Regions from separate parts of the Mus musculus genome. Here region 1 is linked to region 2. Evidence: chromatin contacts called from public Micro-C data. All regions are on one chromosome and are shown on one strand. Each heading gives the region's core, a stretch centred on a gene start, on an enhancer-like site or on the middle of the called end of the contact. The rest is flanking DNA. Distances are from core to core; before and after follow the strand shown. Region 1 has its middle 55 kb from the start of Pde4d. Region 2 overlaps Depdc1b (DEP domain containing 1B).

Region 1 (3,854 bases), core at 507-3,006, 210 kb before region 2:
CATACTATTCCCTAGATCTGCTTAAGCGAACCAAAAGCCTCTAGGGTGTCTGCCATGCAGAAGATGTTCAGCAATTGCTGACTCTAAGTCTATTCCATGGGATACCTACAGCCACAAAGAGCAGTTTCACTGCTGCTTGCTGTGGGCCCAGCCAGTGTCTCTATACCCACCACTTATTGGCGGTCTACCGCTGTACCACTGAATTGACACTCATGACCAGAGGCATTTGCTGAAATGTCCAGAAAGGCTTTCTGCAAAAGGATGACATTGTGTTTAGATCAGTTGACTGGCTTCATGCCAGATGGCCATCTGTTAGTGGTTATCCAGTAAGATGTAGGCATGGTGTTTGTGACCCACAATGGCTTCAAATAGTACTGTGAAACACTCCTAAAACAACCATGCTGATTCCTGTTCACTATTGGTCCTTCTCCCTGTGTCCTCCTTGTAACACAGAGCGTGACCATCCTGGGAAAATGTTCCTCTTTCTTCCAAGGCTATCTAATCCCTTCACTGTAGCTTTTCCAAGTTCACTAATCTGAGCATCCCCTAAGCATTACCACTGACCTTAGCTGCCTGGTGCCCCACTCACAAAATAAATAATCTTCCATTTACTGGAAATCTACTCTAATCTCCCATGTAAGCAGTAGGAAAAATGAGGTCCTGGAGCCCAGGGATGTGGTTCTACCTGCTGACAGAGGTGTATCTAGAGACCAGAAGCCCTAGATTCCAGGCCAAAGCTGATTTCACTTTGCTGCCATTGATGGGAAGCTTGGTAGCTAGATCAGAGCCACGTTGCACAAAAAAGCTTAATGTATTCCTTCCTAATATGATACTTGCTTATGAAAGGGGCCTTGACAAATGGATGGATCTGGAGGATATCATTGTGAGTGAGGTAATCCAATCACAAAAGAACACACATGATATGCACTCACTGGCAAGTGGATATTATCCCAGAAACTTAGAATACCCAAAATACAATTTGCAAAACTCATGAAACTCAAGAAGAAGACCAAAGTGTGGATACTTCATTCCTTCTTAGAAGGGTGAATAAAATACCCATGGAAGGAAGCCAAAGTTTGGAGCTGAGATGGAAGGAAGGACCCAGAGACTACCCTACCCAGGATCCATCCCATAAACAACCACCAAACACAGACATTATTGCATATAACAACAAGATTTTGCTGACAGGACTCTGATATAGCTGTCTCCTGTGAGGCTGTGTCAGTGCCTGGCAAACGCAGAAATGGATGCTCAGTCATCTATTGGATGGAACACAGGGTCCTCAATGAAGGAGCTAGAGAAAGTACCCAAGGAGCTGAAGGGGTCTGCTGCCCTATAGGAGGAACAATATGAACTAACCAGTACCCCCAGAGCTCGTGTCTCTAGTAGCATATGTAGCAGAGGATGGCCTAGTTGGCCATCAATGGGAGGAAAGGCCATTGGTATTGTGAAGATTCTATGCCCCAGTATAGGGGAATGCCAGGGCCAGGAAGTGGGAGTGAGTGGGTTGGGGAGCAGGAGGAGCGGGAGGGTATAGAGGATTTTCAGAGAGGAAATTAGGATTTGAAATGTAAATGAAGAAAATATCTAATTTAAAGGGGGGGGGGCTTGAGCTGAAAAGAATGAGTAATGCTTGATTTGTAAACAGCAGCCAGGTCCAGGGAGAAGATATTTGAGGTTGAATGAGTCTCAGCCTCCCCCACATCATCCCACCTACACTCCCAGAGAATGCTGAGTCAATGATGGAAAGAATGGGTGACATTCTTCCAGCCAGCCATCTACTTAGCAAATACTTGCTGAGGATATGTATGAGGCAGGGTGAGTGACACTGATGGTGGAAGGATTCCTCTTTCCTTAATCACACTCTGCATACCAGGTAGCACACTTAGCACTTTGCTCTAAACGTCTTGCTCCTTGCCATAATCCCATGAGGTGGAAACTGTGTTCTCTGTTTTACATGTAAGAAGACTGGGGCTAACCAAAGTCAAGCAAATCCTTTCCCTCTTGAAGCTAGTAAGTAGAGGAAATGGGATTTGAGTCTAATCTGCTCAGCTTCAGTGCCCGGCCTTGGCACTGCTCCAGGCTCCCCCTCTCCAGCAGGTGCACAGCTGGCCCTTACTGGAGAGCGTTGTGAAACTCCAACAAGGAAAAGAAGGCAAAGCAGTCAACACAACGCTTGGCATACAGCAAAAGCCGTCTCGTTTTAAGGCTGAGAAGGACATACCTTTTTTATAAACTCTTTTTAAGGTTGAACAGGACACAGTATTTCTATAAAGCCTTTGTTTAGTTTGGAATCCAATGATTCTCTGGCTTGTAAATTGCAATAAATGGTAATATTAGTATATTAATGGCAGAGAATTTCATCAAGGTCTGGTCATTTAAACTGTCTACAGTCTTCCAAGTAGGAATAAAAGATAGACATTTTCTTCTTGCAGTTTAATCAAGCTGTTTTGTTTTGTTAGGGTTTTTTTTCTCTCTCCCCCCTGTTCTTCTCCCCCTCCCGTCTCCATCTTATTCATTTATCTAGAGACAGAGTCGCATTCATTCCTCATGTAACAAGTACACAGTGAGTGGGTGGTGTTTAATGAAACCATATTCACTGCATGACTAAGAACTCATCAGAATGGAATGCTGGGAAACCATTATTTTCATTGGAACAATGAGTTTATTAACCTGGGTGCAATTAAAAACTCAAAACTTTCTGCTAGGACTACATCACTCTACTTAAATATAAAGGTCCCCTGAGGCCAGGTCACTGATGACAAGGAAGATGGGGTTTCCAGAGACGAGCTTGCAACACATGGGCCTTGATTGCTGGGATGATCTTCCTGGGTCAGCTCTTGACATGCTGAGAAGTACTACCACATGTGGGCAAGCAGGCATCTGACATAATGTTCGGAGAGAAGAACTAGGTTTATTTAATTAATCAATCTAATAAATGGGAATAATTACATGTAGCTGGTAGCCACCATAGTAGGCAACACAGTTCTAAAAGAATGAATCACAAGAAAATCAATTGGTGGAGGACAGAGTAAATGATAACTAGGTTTCTTGATAGTCTCTTAACTCCCATGAGGCAGAGGCTCCTGTGAGACCCTAGGTCAAGTTTTTGACACGTACGTCCTCTCCCTACCTATTTCTAACCTTTTCAGCTCATGTATGAATGACCATAGAGGACCAGAGAACAAAAAAGAGGAACAAGACTGTGACACTTGTTGGACCATTGTGATGGTTGGTTTCTCTCAACTTGACTCAAACATAGACCTATCTGTAAAGAGGAAATCATAACTGAGACAATGCCTTCATAGACTTGTCTGTAGATAAGCCTGTGGGGTACTGTCTTGGTTAATGTTTGATAAGGGAACAGGGGGCAGGGCATCTCACTATGAGTGGTGCCATCCCTGAGCAAAAAAATGGTCTACCATTGTATGAGAAAACTGGCTGAACATGTCATAGGAGCAAGCCAGTAAACAGCATCCTTTGATGGCTCCATTTCAATTCCTGCCTCCTGATTCATGTCTTAAATTTCTGCTCTGACTTCCATTCATGATGAACTATAACTATAACTATACCCTGAAATAAACCCCCCACCCCGCCACATCATTATACGCCCTAAGACAGCCATCTGACAGAAGAAGGAACGAGAGCAGGGATGAGGCCTCCCACCCTGGGTCCCACAATGATGGAACTACAATGATGAGGCCACCTGACAAGCCCTTCACCCTCTTCAAGAAAACCTGCCTGCCACCTCATAGCTCTCACTGTTGATAAACTTTGTCCTTAAGCTACTTCTCCTCACCCACATAACTCTCCCCCTGCTAGAAATAACCTGTGTTACATAGCTTTTAGTTTGA
Region 2 (4,115 bases), core at 485-2,984:
ACCACACTTGCATATACATGAAAAGGTAATTTAAAAAAAAAATAAACCTTAATTTACTATGATAAAAAGTAATACACAAATACTCTAAAAGTTTTTTAGTATCCTAAAAGTTTTCCCTTTAAAATCAAGAATAGTGACAGGTGTTATCTCTGTTCAGCAATATACAGGGGCTGGGGAGTTGGGGTGGGACTTAAACATATCATTTCAATTACTGCAGTAAAAATTACACCTCAAGTTATTTATTATGAATGCATATACATATACATACATACCATATAATAGTTTCTTGTGTCTGAAAATCCAACTTAGTTCAGTCCTTTTGGCTCTTGAGTTTCTCAAAGAATGCAATTCAGCTAGGGCCAATCACCTCAAAATGGACTAAGGTAGGCCTTAAAAGCTATTGCCAGGCCTCTTATTTCCACTGGCTGTTGACTGAATGAAAAAGAGAAGAAAGGAAGGGAGGGAGGAAGGGAGGGAGGGAAGGAGGGAGGGAGGGAGGGAGGGAGGGAGGAAGGACGGAAGGACAAGACTGTTCATAGGTATGGCTGGGGAGAAGGTTTACTGTAGATAAAAGGGAGAGCATAGCCGGTGGCAGGGACATCTGGGAGAGTCCAGACTAAGCAGGACCCTGAGGCTAGGGTCATGTGAGCAAGGGCATATGAGGAGGGGGAAAGGAGAGAGCCAGACCAAGAGGCCAGGAGGGTAAAGGGTGGACCAAACAAAAGGCCCGTAGACAAAATGGCTGGGTTATATAGGGAAGGGCAGCCCAACCCCCCTCTGGAAAAGTTTAGAGTAGGGTGTGCCAACCATATCCTGTAACAGGTAGGAACTGAGGGATGTTGGAAGAGCTGGCCAGGTCTGCTTTGGTATGTTAACTAGGTTCCTCAGCCATTTGTCTGAGTTTGCGTCCTAAAACTGACAAGATGAAGCAGCTCTCCCATGCTGAGCCTCTCCTTATCCCACATTCAAGGAAAAGAGACAACATAAGCATTAGCTATCAAGCATGGCTGGAGAAAAGGCTTAACAGGGACAGGCGGGATGCTGCCAGACCTCTCAACCTGAGTTTTTCAATCCCCATGACCCACTGACTCCTGCAAGCTGCCCTCTAACTGACAGCCCTCCCGCACACACACCACACACACCACACACACCACACACACACACACACACAAATGTAATTGTTTTCAAAATTAAGAATCAGAAAACAGAGACTACTGAGAATAGCTCAAATACAAAAAAGAAAACCAAAAACTGATTATTTGCTAATCTGTAGGAAATGTAGAAAAGCAAACAAAGATGTCACACTAACTATTTAGAATTAATGAGAAAGTATAGCAAGGTCACAAACAGTCAGTAAGAAAACCCAGGTTTATAATCCATACAAACAGAAGCAAAAGAGCTTCCAGACACTTAGAATAAAAAATATATTGATACTAACATTTTTCAAAGTATTAAATACTTAGAAACAAATAATATGTAAATTTAAAAAAGTAAAGATTATCATCTACCAAAAATTAATGGTGGGTTCATGACTGGAAGGCTTGCTAACAGTGTCTTTGTTCACTTCTCTGTTACAGTGGTAAACACCATGACCCAAAACAACATGGGGAAGAAAGGGTTTCCTTACATGTCCTGGAAACACCATGAGAGGGACTGAGGGGACATCAGGGCAGGAACTGACACAGACCACAGAGGTATGCTGCTCACTGGCTTCCTCTCTGTGGCCTACTTAATTTGCTTTCTTAGACAGCCACCTGCTGGAGAGTGGAACGAACTACAGTGGGCTGGGCCCTCCCACATCAATCAGTCAATCAATCAATCAAGAAAATGCCCCAGAGACACACCCACAATACAATTTGGGGAGGCAAATCCTCAACTGAGGTTCCTGCTTTCTGGGTGAATAAAGATTATGTCAAGCTGTCAAAAACTAAGTGGCACAATTGTAAAATATAGCAGTAATCACCAAAGTGATTCAATACGCTCAAAGAGGTTCAATACACTCTAAATCATAGAATGTACGTGTATATAAATGAGAAGTAGTTAAAATTTTATAAAAATGTAAAGTCTAAGACTCCATAAACTGTACAGCTATATTAAAATCAGAGTGAAACTGTAATCAGAGAGACACCAGTATTCGCCTACACACCAAGGACTCAAACCCAACAAGGCCAGCTTTGGTGAAACCACTGAGTCAAAAAGCACACACCGATGGCGCACCTGCTAGCTGGCAGAACCACGTTGGACACTGCTGCTATGTAACATCACTGCTATACTTGACTTACAGTGTTTATACATACGAATGTCTCAAGAAGCAAGCATGAAACAGAAAGCAGTCACACAAACATCCACGCACACGCACACACACACACTCACTTCCAAATACAGCAGACAAAAGAGCTCTCCATCACAGAGCGGGACTGAGCACGACTATACTTGCTTCAACAAAATGTCCAGTCTAAGAATACTCAGTCTAAAAGTCACATTACATATCTGGAACAGGAATACTTATAAATTTTTAAATGGGCAAAATCTCTGTCAGCGATAGAAAGTACTCTGCCACAGGGGCAGATCTCCAATGCAAGAGCATACAAATCAACTCAGGGTAATTCATCTCAGAGATGTTTCAGATGTGCCACTATTTTAAAGAAGAAACAATGAAGTGAGAAGAGAGAAGAGGAGGAAGAATAGAATAGAGGAAGAAAGAAAAAGGGAGAGGCAGGGAAAAACACAGAGTCAGACAGGCAGACAGACAGACATGGGGGGACACATTTTCCTGAAGCCAATACAAAAGCCAAAAATAAACCTCACTTCCTTCATGATACACACACAGAGTGATGTGAAAACATTGGCAAAGCCATCTGAGGAGACTCCCTAACTTATCCAAATAAATAGCAAAGAAGAAAAACACAAGGCATAGTATATATATATATATATATATATATATATAAACAACTCAGTATTTATTTACATTCCATGTACTTTCAAAACAATGAAGAAGCTGAGAAAATATATTCATAAAGGACGTAATTCATCTCACTCAACCCCTTTATACTTTTCATAAAACAGACTGAATTCAGGTTTGCAGGTCTAAGGGAACCAAAGACTTCATCCAGCTCAACCTGCCGCCTTTAGCGGAGACCCGGATTGCGGGCCCGGGGGCAGATGCACACCATTCCACATCCAGCCACGCGCAGACCCAGCCCGGCATACGGGTAATCAAAGAGCGACAGGCAAATCTGCAATACAAGACACGGCAATCACAGTGCAAAACAGTTGGACTTTTCACACTAACCAAACAAACAAGAAATTAAAAAATAAAAACAAACAAACAAACAACAACCAGTGGGACTTACACAGGAGAAATCAGAATATGCACTGGGTCAGGGCTACCACAGTAACAGCACACACAGGATTGTTCTCATTCAAGTATGTACAGTATTCCTAGGCTTGGTTTTCACAGACGCACACGAGAGCAGGGGGCACACACAAGGACTTTACACACCGTGGAAAACAACAAACAGAAGGAAGGGAACGAATGTTTTACCTTTAGATTTTGTAACCTACCCAAGCCTGTTCACACCACCCCTACCCACGAGACTCACAGTCACCCACTCATTTACATCTCTACAAACAGCATCGAGATTTATCAGAATACTGACAAGGGCTCAGCACGAGGAGTCGGGCGATCGGCTGGATGCTCCGAGACTCCATATTGCAGTAGTTTACACCAGCCTTCCAGAACCTCTGCTGACTCAAACTGTCTCTGCCGCAGAGGTCTCTCAAGCTCCATCACTGCATCACATCCGGAAACTTCTAGTTCTCTGAAACGGCTGGAAGGGCTTCCTCAGTGCCCACATGAACAGCTGCGGCTTGGCCTTGGGTTTTTCAGGAAAGAGAAGTGCTTCGCTCTCTGGGGTAGGAAATCGTTCCTGGTAGACCTCAGGGTAAGATTTCTGAAACTGAATATGAGTCCACTATGAGTCCAAAGAAAAAAAGACACCAAAAAAACACAAAAATTACAGCCAAATTGAAGGAGTTCCTGGTCCCTGCTTTCCTTTGCTTTGGCTAAACTGTTTGATGCTGATGCCTGTAGCACTACCTCATCTTTCCTGCGA

Evidence for each region. A called contact is a pair of places that touch in the nucleus more often than the background predicts.
Region 1: a contact with region 2 is called in a Micro-C map of embryonic fibroblasts, with 4 times the contacts expected there. The contact joins two enhancer-like sites. A contact is called at or near these places in 2 of 484 Hi-C or Micro-C datasets (embryonic fibroblasts and trophoblast stem cells).

What each region holds. Positions count from the first base shown.
Region 1 is chr13:108,597,618-108,601,471 of GRCm38.p6, reverse strand. No RefSeq gene overlaps it. Among named protein-coding and RNA genes, the nearest start is that of Pde4d, 55 kb to the left of the region's middle. Within about 2 kb of position 1,756, at least 38 of the 459 cell types and tissues checked have an H3K27ac peak or open chromatin away from gene starts, as enhancers often do. A contact at or near this core is called in embryonic fibroblasts, where this site is marked.
Region 2 is chr13:108,388,385-108,392,499 of GRCm38.p6, reverse strand. It overlaps Depdc1b (DEP domain containing 1B), which reads right to left. Exons shown (of 11, transcript NM_178683.4): 11 at 2,943-3,959. The coding sequence ends at 3,798. Among named protein-coding and RNA genes, the nearest start is that of Gm41056, 12 kb to the left of the region's middle. Within about 2 kb of position 1,734, at least 10 of the 459 cell types and tissues checked have an H3K27ac peak or open chromatin away from gene starts, as enhancers often do. A contact at or near this core is called in embryonic fibroblasts, where this site is marked.